Linked DNA regions of Pan troglodytes: region 1 is linked to region 2. The links are chromatin contacts, called in public Hi-C maps. All regions are on one chromosome and are shown on one strand. Each heading gives the region's core, a stretch centred on a gene start, on an enhancer-like site or on the middle of the called end of the contact. The rest is flanking DNA. Distances are from core to core; before and after follow the strand shown. Region 1 overlaps PCCA (propionyl-CoA carboxylase subunit alpha). Region 2 overlaps CLYBL (citramalyl-CoA lyase).

Region 1 (5,693 bases), core at 2,261-4,760, 580 kb before region 2:
ATAATAACAGTATTATTATATCCAATGAGGTTGATAATAATATCTAACCTAGAACTAGAAAAAGAGCTTTTTAAATGTAAAGATGTCTGACAGGATGGAATTAAACTATTTTAGAAAACTATCCTCAAAAGCCAGTAGGTATATTATATGCCTCTTAGGCAATGAGGAATACCAGTGATTTCAAACCATGAACAGAAACTTTTGATTTTTCTCCATAAAGAAACCACAGAATCAGTTCTATATAGTCCAATTTATTTAGCAGTCGAGCAAATGTTCCTATGAAGTACTGATATGCTTTTTGAAATGTTAATGATTCTGAAAAAAAAAATGAAGAGATGAGGTAGTCAGATAAAATAAGATTTTCTACGGTCTGGTCTTAAATCCAGGACCTATATCAATAAGATAGATTTTTGCAAAGCAAACAACAAAACACACTTAATGATGGGCAAAGCCCAAATAATTTAGACAGAACCAACTACAAACAAGGATGCAATAAGCCAAACTGCTTTTCAGGTCACTAAAGACCTGCTAAGTTAGACTGTCCCATTTGCAAAGAACACGCTTACTAGTACAAGTGATCACTTCCAGACCAATAAGATATTTCTACATATCACAACTATATGAACTTTGCCAAATCAAATGCTCTCCAGAGGCAGAAAATAGATCTAAATAATCTTAGTGAGAAAACAGGCCTACAGAAATGTTCGTGTGGCACGATGAGATGCTTGGACTGAGGCGTGCAGGAATGCTGAGAAGACGCTGGGATCCCTACAAGCATTGCCTAATTTCTCTCATCTGTACAAATTTCTGTCAAATGTATACAATTACTGATTTGATTATTAAACCTGCAAAGTTATTTAACAATGTTGTTAATCCATATAATAGCATGCCCTTACACATTTTCTCAATTAGCAGATACCAAAAATAGTTCTCATGACCGCCAAGAATATTTTTAAAATTAAAAAGTTGCGAGCCGGGGGTGGTGGCTCACGCCTGTAATCCCAGCACTTTGGGAGGCTGAGGCGGGTGGATCACCTGAGGTCAGGAGTTCGAGACCAGCCTGGCCAACATAGTGAAACTCCATCTCTACTAAAAATACAAAAAATTAGCTGGGCGTGATGGCAGGCACCTGTAATCCCAGCTACTAGGGAGGCTGAGGCAGGAGAATCACTTGAACCTGGAAGGCAGAGGTTGCAGTGAGCGGAGATCGTGCCATTGCACTCCAGCCTGGGCAATGACAGCAAAACTCCATCTTAAAAAAAAAAAAAAAAGAAAAAGAAAAGAAATTAAAAAGTTGGGAAACACTGCCCAAATACAAGTACATGTAAAACAGCCATTAAAAACTCCTCCAGTCTACCTTTTATTCCAATTTAAATCATTCAGTTCTAATTTCCCACATCTATTTTATCTTTCCCATCTAACAAGATTAAGTTGATACCTAACATCTTAGCAAAAGGCAAAAACTTAAAGAACTATGTCACATATGGTATCTTCATTTTAATCCAAATGTTCTTAATTTTAACAAACCACATTCAACTATGTACATATAAATTGACATTAAACTTATATCCAATCTTTAGAATTCTTAAGACAATTCCTTCTTTGAATTAGCCTGTGATCTCATCTTACAAAAGAGCTATGTATAGTTAAGGTCAAATTACTCTTTAAAGTCTCCTTTAATAATAGAATTTGGCAATTCAACTGATACATTCTTCCAGAGCAACAAGTAATCAAAATCTAAAACTATTAAAGTATTATTTGCTCTATGGGAATTACTTATTACCTGTTGACTCAACCGTATCTGCTGAAAGACACAGAAATCCTACCAAAGTTAATTTAAGGACTTACCAATTTCCCTTGCAATTCTGACAGCTTCTTCTGCATCCTGTAAAAGCAGGAAATGAGACTCAACATTAATCCCATGAGGCATTGCACAATGTCTTTAGGGCAGTCATATATTGCACTACTGTCTCCTCCGATTCATTTAATGTTCAATTTTACTACCTTCTAACCCTTTTCATTCAGAGAAATGTAAAATTAATACCATAAGTGGAATGTAAATTCTACCTCATCATTATTATATTAAGAAACTCAAAGCAGTTGAAATGAGCTGGCAGGAAGCACTACCAGAATTGCCAATGATTTGGTGCAGTTGCCGGAATTTAATGGCAGAATTTAGATGTTTACAATCAATACTGAATCATAAATCAGGTCATTAAAGCTTGTCCGCAGCCAGCTTGTTTCTGTCCAATATTATGTGTCATGTTTTCCTAGATTCTGTCAGCAGGGGGAGTTGATTCTCTATTGTTTGGGAGTAGTTGATCAATTTTGCAGAAATATAAAAGTTAATTTCCAGTACCTACAGGAATTACGAATTGTTCCAAAAAATCCTTTTGGTAATCTGCATTACCTTTTCTTTTCTATTGTTTCTTTCTTTTTTTTTTCAGGTACATATTTTATCTCTACAATTGTATCTTGTTACATAAATTAAAACTTTAATTTCAATGAACCAACTACTGGAGGAAAAAACTCCAAAAAGCAAAAGAAAGAAAATACCTTCCTAAACAGTAAGGGGTAAAAGTTTATCCATTTAAGGATTAGTTATTGCTAAATATTAACCAATGCCACTTCTACCTCTAAGAAGATGAAAAGACAAAAACTTCCCTTGAATCTAAGTAATTTCACTGATCATTAACCCTCACCTAACACATCCAACACAGGACACTGCTGAATCATTTCCCCAAATAACAATAAAGATAATGTTGAAATCTAAGCCTCCTTCGTGTGTGTGGGTGTGGGTGTGGTGTGTGTGTGCGTGTGTGTTTGTGTAATTCAGTGACACAAACTAAACTACCACAAAGACTGACAATATTGTTTTGAAACCACAGCTGGTAAGTGTGACTGAATTTTTAGAAAATGACTAAAATGCTGAAGTGAAGCCCAGTGTTTTTTAAGCTTTTAAGCTAATACATTTAAAATGTAGAGCAACCATGTCAGAATCCTCCGAGAAGGGGGCGGGGGGGATGTTTATAACTGGTTCACTTATGTCTAATAAAAATCTTCCTTAAAGTTCTTCAGTACCTAATAACATCCCCTGAATAAGGAGGTTGGCAGGGGAAGTTGTCAGAAAAATTTAATTTCCTTTCATTAGCCAGTCTGCTCCACAAATAGGTGCTTGTTAAGTTCAAAGGGGTCCTGAAAGCGACATCAGTTTTAAGTTGTTTTTTTTTTTACTCCAAGCAGTCACATCTGCTAATGAGATTTTCCAAATAACAATTGTTTTCAAGTCAGAGATAAATCTATATCTCCCACCCTATGCCTTCGAAAATCAAGGTTTACTGCTTTATTACACCTTGCTGTTTTCGCTGACCCTACATTCTCCAAATTTTAGCTTAAAGGGATGAAAATCCATGAAAAGGGTCATTTAAGAATGTTAGTGGTTTCCACACATTGAGTTGGAAGGTTCTTTGTTCCAGCCAGTGACAGTTATTGGAGAATACTTCCCCTTAATAGCCTCTCTGTCAGGAAGTGTTAAACCTGCCAAATGCGAACAATTAGTGCCTCTTGAACAAAATACAGGAAGAGTGATGGCTGATGAAGACTGGATTATAATAAACCTAGAAGAAAACTTTTAACATTTCTTTCCAACGTGATGAGAGAAAATAAACTGCTATTGTAAAAAGTTCATCACTTGAGAGAACTAACAGGCAAGTTTTAAAAGGTAATTCAAAAATTCATTAGACATATTTTGTCACTTATTTGAATATACATGTTATAGCTGGGTGTGTATGGATATATAAAGCCATATCTATATCTGACACAGCAAATTAAAAATTCCACTGCCACAAATCCAACACTTCTATAGCATGCCACAAAGCAAGCTTATCTTTCAACTCAACAGCATGCTAAGTCTTCTTACTATGAAAATTAGATTCTTCTAAATGAACTTTCAAATAAAATCAAGCTGCCTTAAAAATTAACTTTTCACTTGTCACTCATTCATCCAAAAATACTTTACTGAGGACCTATTATGCACTGGACATTAAAAGCTCTATTACTGTTTCAATAATAAACTACTAAATATTATACACTCAGCTCCAATATGGTCTTTGAGAACATGAAGTTTTATTATCAGGCTCTACAAAATTACTTTCGAAGAGATAAAAAGCCCTATATAGCTCCAAATTCAATGGCACTAAGTGACATCACACTGTAAAGGTTGCCTATAACATCATAAGTTTAAAAAATTTTAATCAAACTCTGAATCAACTAAAAAAAGGACCAACAATCATCACAAAAGATTAAATTAAAAGCTCACAGAAAAACAGTTCCAGAAGCACAATATCTGTGCTCAGCCTTGCTCCTAATTACAGAAATACAAATTAAAACAATGAGATCTCACTTTTCCTCTAGCAAATTAAAATCTGATAATGGCCAGGATGACAAAGTTAAATACTTCTCATATTACTGGTGTCATAGAAAATGGGATAATCTTTTTAAAAAGAAATTGTCAGTCTCTACCGAAAGTTTGAGGACACGTTATCTTTTGTTCTGAAATTTTACTCCTGGGAAGTCATCCTACAGATATACCCACATGAGTGAACACAGAGAGACATACAAAGAAATTCATTATTTTGAATTCGTTGGTGGTGTTTTAATAAGAAAAAAATTCTGAAAAACAATTTAGTAAGCCTTCAACAAAGGACTGGTACATCCATAAAATGAAATATTAGCCTTTAAAAAGAATGCAGTTGATCTATATGTTCTTATTCAACCACTTATACATTAATTCAATAACTATCTGCCCAGCAACACTACATGAAATACATCTTCTGCCTTCATGGAGCTTATTACAAACTAATGAGAGAAACAGAAAATAAACAAATCAATTGATAACTAAAATAAATGTTACATAGAAACAGAGTACTCAGGCAAGAATACTAGGGAGAACTTCTTTCAGACAGGCTGCTCAGAAAGGGCCCTTCTGGAGTAAAATATTTAACCTAAGGATAAAGACATCTAGCCAGGCCAAGCACAGTGGCTCACACCTGTAATCCCAGCACTTTGGGAGGCCAAGATGGGAGGATCACTTGAGGGTAGGAGTTTGAGACTAGCCTGGGCAACATGGCAAGATCTCTATCCCTACAAAAAAATACAAAAATTACTGGGTGTGGTGGTGGGACCTGTAGTCCCAGCTACTTGGGAGGCTGAGGCAGGAGGATTGCATGAGCCCAGGAGGTCAGAGCTGTAGTGAGCCATGATGGCGCCACTGCACTCCTGCCTGGGAAATAAAGTGAGACTCCGTCTCTAAAACCACACACACACACACACACACACACACACACACACACACACACACATAAACATAAACAGCTAGCTACCATGGAAAGATCAGGGAGAAAGAACATTAGACAGAGGGAACCACACATATAAAAATCCTAGATGAGGAAGCAATTTAATAGGGAAAGAATATCAGGCAGCTAAAGCTGAAACACAGTAAGGAAGTGGCAGCAAAGCACAAGATAAGGAGGTATGGACGGCGTGGCCCTGTTCTGGCCAGGTCTTATGGGATTTGGTACACGGTCCAAGATGCCTTGGTTCTATACAAGGCAATGACGAATGACAATTAAGCTTTAAGAGAGTAACTCTTACACTGTAAAAATAAGCAAAATAAAGTATATACTGGGGGCGGG
Region 2 (6,031 bases), core at 825-3,324:
TTAAATATGTTGAGTCCTTTGAGTGTGGCTGTTTGTTGGTGGCCATTGGTGGGTTAGAACTGGGGGAGTTAGTGAATGAAAGACTAGAGAGACTATTCGCAAACACAGACGTTAATATGAGAACACAGGAGTATAAACTTGATGGGTAGATGCGGGGGCAACTCTAAATGCATCCCTGCATTGAACACAATACAGAGATTGTGTTCTCAACAGGTCAAAGGACCAATGAGCAAACGCTGGTACAAGGCTTGGGGACTTGGGGCAACACAGTCCATGAAAGCATCAATCACCGCACGTTTTTAAAAGTGGAAACCGAGGCAGTTACCCTGAAGGATGACCGACGGAGGAATAATATTTGGCTACCACTGTTCAATTGCCTTTCCCAAACACAATGCTTTGCTTGTTTCTCCGGCTTCCTGCAATCTTTCATGTTTTAGATACACACATTTCAATCCAAGTATTTCAGTTGCCATAACAACTTCATAAATTTGTTCTCAGATGTCCTTTTTAATCACATCATTTAAAACAAGCTGGATGTGTCGCTGGAGTGCCTCAATTTATTCCATTCGCACCTAGCTCCTAAGGAGTCTGGTATTTGTTTCTTTTTCTCTAAGAAGCTCAAACACCTGAAAATAACATCGCTATCTCCTCTCTTGTCTCCACAGGCAAGGGAAGTTTTTTTAAAAATGCGTGTGTGGCCTTATTATTGAGTTTTTTAAATCCAGGTGATATTATGCCCAGAAATCGCCCCCTGGTTCACAGAAGAGAGACTGCTAACGCCACCCAGGTCTGTACAGCAGGCCCCTGCCCAGAGAATGCTGCTTTATTTCCACATATCAATTATTTATGCCGCCAAACAGGTTTTTGATAGAATCCTAGTGGTTTTAATTGGCTTCTGGTGACTATTACTATATAATACCTTTAAAATATCATCTACCTTATGATGGGAAAATAAAACTATGCCAATATGTAAGTTTTAACGGCATGCATTAATTTTTAAACTACTCCCGGATGTTTTAGGATTTCATGCCAATAAAGAATAGGGCATAGTATTCCTGGCATCATTAAATAAATGACTTTTGCCAACATCAACAAGCAAACAATAGAAAACAGGACTCCACCAACAAATGAAAAGGGGGTGTCAAAAAATTCAAGCCTGGCTTTTTGCATATGTAGTGAAACTGAAGGCACTTCCCCAGCAAGTATTGAAATGCACAGATAAGAACACAAAAGGCCTTGAAGTGGTTTGAAGGGTCGCAATTTGCTATTAAACACAGCAGATGGAAACCTGTGAAAGTCCACTTAACGGAACTTTTGAATGCTCCTGTGTGAAATCAAGAGTCATGCACAAGTTAGGGCAATCACTGATTCTACAGTTTTATTTTTTTAATTGCACTCTCAGTTTGTTAGAGGAGAAATACACACACACGCGCATATATATACACACACACAGACACACACACACACACACACACATAGCTTAGAGGATGATTTAGAAGAGGAATACTAATCCCCTGTCAGAAATTAAAATGCAAGGGTGAATAGCATGCAACTAAGTACCAGCAAAGAGTAAATATTGGTTATGTTTAGGAAAGAGCATAAAAACAGATGTGATATAAAGTTAGACCTTTCACTTCAAAAAATACTAAGCAACTAGTTCTTTGCCCCTGGGGGAAAAATCTCTTTTAATTATGTAAAAAGTGAAGAGACGGTAGTAGGATTCTTTACCTTTGAATACTAAATTAGGAAACAGCAGCATCAAAGGCAGGCTTGATCTGTTTTGCCTGAAAAATTAATAGGCTTTACAAGTCCTTTGCAATGGAGTCTAGGATTGCATAAAAAAAGAGGCTCTGGTGACACCAGCAGTCCCAGGAACAAAATGCAGCTGTGAAGGCGGGTTGGGGGTTGGGAGAGGGTTTTTGTTGTTTGGTTTTGGGGGATTTTTTTTTTACTTTTCTTTAATCAAAATGGATAAACCCGGCTGCCGAAACTCCGCAGAGAACCTGCTCTGCCCGAGGCTTCCTCCCCACCCCACCCCCTTGTTCCTGTCCACACCCCGCCCCGCTGCCTGTGGCCGAGGCCTGTCGCCGGGCTGGAGGGCCTGGCTACCCCAACTCCGCGGTTTCAAAGCGCAGAGAGTTGAAAGGAGGGGAGGCCGGCGTGGGGGAGAGGGACACCGGAGGAAACGCCTCAGAGTCCCCGGCAGCCTCGGGGTTTCGCGATGGTTCCCTCCTGGTCCCTCCTGGAAGTGGGAGGCGGACCCTGCGCTTTGCAGCAGAAACTTTCTGGGAGCCTGGAATTCTTGTCACCCGGTCCGCGGTCTCTCCAGCAGTGGGAGGAGCGCTGAAGGTGGTGATTACTATCGACAAACCTAAAATTCTTTCTCTTGAGAGCCCCCACACTATTCACCCCGAGTGGGCCTGCGGATGAAGCTGCTGGTGCCAAAAAGGGTAGGAGGGGGCGCCATGGCAGTCCCCTGCCGGCGGCCCCTTATGAAACCGGGCCGGTTGCTCTGCAGAGCGCACGCAGGCGGCCTTCTGCTCGCACATCGAACTGGCATCCTCGTCTTTTGTCCATGACGTCCCTGTGCCCCACTGCTGCAGCCGAGAGGGACCGGGGCACCAGCGGGCAGGGAGGGCTGGCGCGCCCCGCCAGGTCAATAGCAGGAAACCCCGAAGGCAGGGCGAGGAAGGCACGGGCTTGGGTTCTGCCCCGGACTGCGAGGAAACATGGAGACGCAGGGCGAGCAGCTCCTAAGGAAGCCGACTTGGCTTCTGTTCCTGGGAAAAGCGGATCAAGAAACTCGCTGAAGACCACTATTTACAGATGAGCCACAGCAGAGCTGCTTAATTCACTCAATAACAAACCTTAATTGCTCAAAACAAAGCAGCTAAGTCTCTTTAGAGTGCTTCAAAGGCCCTTCACATTGTAACTTGCAATATAAAATGTATGCAATATTTCCAAAAAAGAAAAAAAATTCAGAATCAAGGATAAAGTTAGAACTTTACCTTAATCTTCTTTTAAAGAGTTTAATTTTTTCCCCATCTCCCCCTCTAATTAGGTCAAAATTTAGATGTTATTATGATCTAACTACAATCTGTTTATTTTACTGCCTTTTTAAAAGAAAAGAGACATTTGTGCCTTAATCCTAAAAAGCCCCAAATCTGAATTTAAAAGAATAACATTATTGGACAATTATATGGAAAGTCAAGAAAGATTTTTGAAAGAACTATCAAAAGACAATATTTATATAGAATTCAAGCATTAGCGGTGAGCCTGACACAGCAAAACCATTGTATTTTCCACTAGTTTTGTTTTGCTCTATACAGCTGTGTTTTCACAGATGCAAAGCCATGTGTCTCCACCAAAAGGTTTAGCCCTCCCTTCAGATGTGAATGCGGATCAAAGGTTCAAACGCAGAAATACAAGATCCTTTTCCCTTTGGAACATGTTTTTATTTTTCTGCAGTGGCTGCAAACCAGAATTTCCATCTGTTGTCCTTCTGCAGTATACAGGTTAACCTTAACAGTGGGGCTCGGAGCACTGTTATCTCAGCTAAGAAGTGCACAGATGAAGCACGTCTGCATGTACCATCAGAGCAGCTCCCCAAGATGTCCACGCAGCTAAGACAGAATTGAACCAGGCAGGAGCAGAATCCATTTTAGTTGACATATAGAAATTAATTTTCATTTCTGTGCAACATCAGAACAGATGATGAATTTAAGATGGGGTTTTGCTTTCACACCACATGCACCTTGGTAAAGATAACAACATCAACCATGATTTCCTGTCTGTCCCTCCTCCTTCCTAGAGCCAGCAGTATGCAATAAGACATTTTGCATTTGAATCTCAGCTTGCTGAAAATTCTCTAACAACAGAAAATGATTTGATAAAACAACTCATTAATTTTAAGTATCTTACAATTTACCAACCCATAATTTTGAATGGAAATTTAAAAAAAATTTGTTACCTATTAATCCTTTTAATAACTCATCCTCTCAATTTCCATTTCTTTATCAAACATACCCTCAGAGTGACTGAGAGAGAAACAGGTTTCTCTATTACCTACTCTAAACATGGATTTACTGCCATGTAAACATTGGCTTAGGAGAACAGTAAAAATGCGGCAATGCAGCTAACAAGGTGGGAAGCTTTGAAGGTATTTCTGCCAGGTTTTTAAGGTCACTAAATGTTAAGAGAAAAATGAACTAGAGAGGAACATATATATATACCTATCTGCAGACGATCAAGAGAGGTTAGAGGGACAAATGGCGGGATGACAGATACAAAGCTTTGGCTAGTTCATGGGGAGATTTTACAGAAGCCCAAAGTGGAAAGTGCCATGGACCCGACTGAACACCAATGTGTGAGTGCCATCTAGTGGTCTGCCTAGAACTGCACCCTGGTCTACTCCCTGACAAACACGCCACCCTAAGGTCTGGGGGTTCTCCACCCCATTTCTCCACCGCATCCTGGCTCATTCTATCACTCCCAACCCTTCTATCCGATTACTGTACCTTTTCTGCTCTAATTACAAATAAACTAAAAAACCAAAAAGCCTCAGAAAACAAAGCAGGAAGAGTGATAATCTCAAAGGTGGGGGTGGGTCTGGAAAAAGGAAAGTGGCCTCACAGGTCTCCCCGCGAGACTGTCACAGAGCTCTGCAGGAAGACTTAAAAGGGCTGGCTCCAAGACAATAAGGAATCGTCTTGACCGCACCTGCGAACCAGACTAAATGAAAAGAGCGCCCTGCGCCTACACATGCCCTCTCTGTCCTCAGTATGTTAACCTTTCTGGGGGGAAATAATTAGCTCGATGACTGGGCAATGGTTCACTCATCAATATCTCTTCCTAGGTGCTCTGTAAAGAGTCAAGTCCAATGTGACGTAGGTGGAGCTAGTGTTCGTGATGTCAGGCCATCCCTGCCATCTGACTCACGGGCACCCAGACAGGGCCACGTCGTCAGCTGACACCAGGTCCCACAAGCAAGGCCCACACAGCTTCCCAGGCTTCAAATACTTGCTCTGATTGTCAGCTTCATGGCAGATCAAGCCACCAATGTGTTATTTAGTGGGATGAAAGAGGACGCCACCCCAGGCTCTGCCAAGCACACCCCCTAGTAGCGCCCCTCCAGCCACCAAGGTGGCAACACAGCCTGGGAGAAAGGCCAGAGCCCACTGACTTGCATTTCTGTCCCAGCAACTAGAGGTTGCTGAGCTGTCTTCATTCCATGAGTCACACCTTTGCATGTGGGCACGTGAAAGAGCATACATCATCTTGCCAGTAACGAAATGCAACACCAGGCCAGGCGCAGTGGCTCACGCCTATAATCCCAGCACTTTGGGAGGCCGAGGCAGACAGATCACCTGAGGTCAGGAGTTCAAGACCAGCCTGGCCAACATGGTAAAACCCCGTCTCTACTAAAAATACAAAAATTAGCCGGGCATGATGGCAGGTGCCTGTAATCCCAGCTACTTGGGAGGTTGAGGCAGGAGAATCACTTGAACCTAGGAAGCAGAGATTGCAGTGAGCCGAGATCACACCACTGCACTCCACCCTGGATGACAGAGCAAGACTCCGTCTAAAAAAAAAAAAAAAAAAAGAAAGAAATGCAACACCATAGTGCTGGGCCATCACTCCCATGGGTTCTTAGGCCTTGTGGGGAAGGGGGTTCTTCTTCTGATAGATCAGCCACTGCACAGAAAGAATGGACTTCGGAGTGCGATCTCGGCTCACTGCAACCTCTGCCTCCCGGGTTCAAGCAATTCTCCTGCCTCAGCCTCCCTAGTAGCGACAGGGTTTTACCATGTTAGCCAGGATGGTCTAGATCTCCTGACCTCGTGATCAGCCCGCCTCAGCTTCCCAGAGTGTTGGGATTACAGGCGTGAGCCACGGCGTCTGGCCTGACATTTTAGTTTTGTTAAAATGCTACTGAATCTAAAGACTGTGACTTACCTTTCATCTGGCACATTACTGGCTTTGAGGCTGGAGGCTATGTGCTCTGCCCACCTTCATTTTCACCCAATACCCT

The links. Hi-C and Micro-C count contacts between places; a contact is called where the count stands out from the background.
Region 1: a contact with region 2 is called in a Hi-C map of stem cell-derived neural progenitor cells, with 8 times the contacts expected there. The contact joins two enhancer-like sites. A contact is called at or near these places in 3 of 7 Hi-C or Micro-C datasets (induced pluripotent stem cells, lymphocytes and stem cell-derived neural progenitor cells) and 1 of 1 datasets of contacts at active chromatin or transcription factors (stem cell-derived excitatory neurons).

The regions. Positions count from the first base shown.
Region 1 is chr14:105,839,553-105,845,245 of NHGRI_mPanTro3-v2.0_pri, reverse strand. PCCA (propionyl-CoA carboxylase subunit alpha) reads right to left here. Exons shown (of 24, transcript XM_001149000.7): 8 at 1,849-1,885. Among named protein-coding and RNA genes, the nearest start is that of PCCA, 150 kb to the right of the region's middle. Within about 2 kb of position 3,510, at least 4 of the 24 cell types and tissues checked have an H3K27ac peak or open chromatin away from gene starts, as enhancers often do. A contact at or near this core is called in stem cell-derived neural progenitor cells, where this site is marked.
Region 2 is chr14:105,262,759-105,268,789 of NHGRI_mPanTro3-v2.0_pri, reverse strand. The region is part of intron 1 of CLYBL (citramalyl-CoA lyase); the gene reads right to left. Among named protein-coding and RNA genes, the nearest start is that of CLYBL, 51 kb to the right of the region's middle. Within about 2 kb of position 2,074, at least 15 of the 24 cell types and tissues checked have an H3K27ac peak or open chromatin away from gene starts, as enhancers often do. A contact at or near this core is called in stem cell-derived neural progenitor cells, where this site is marked.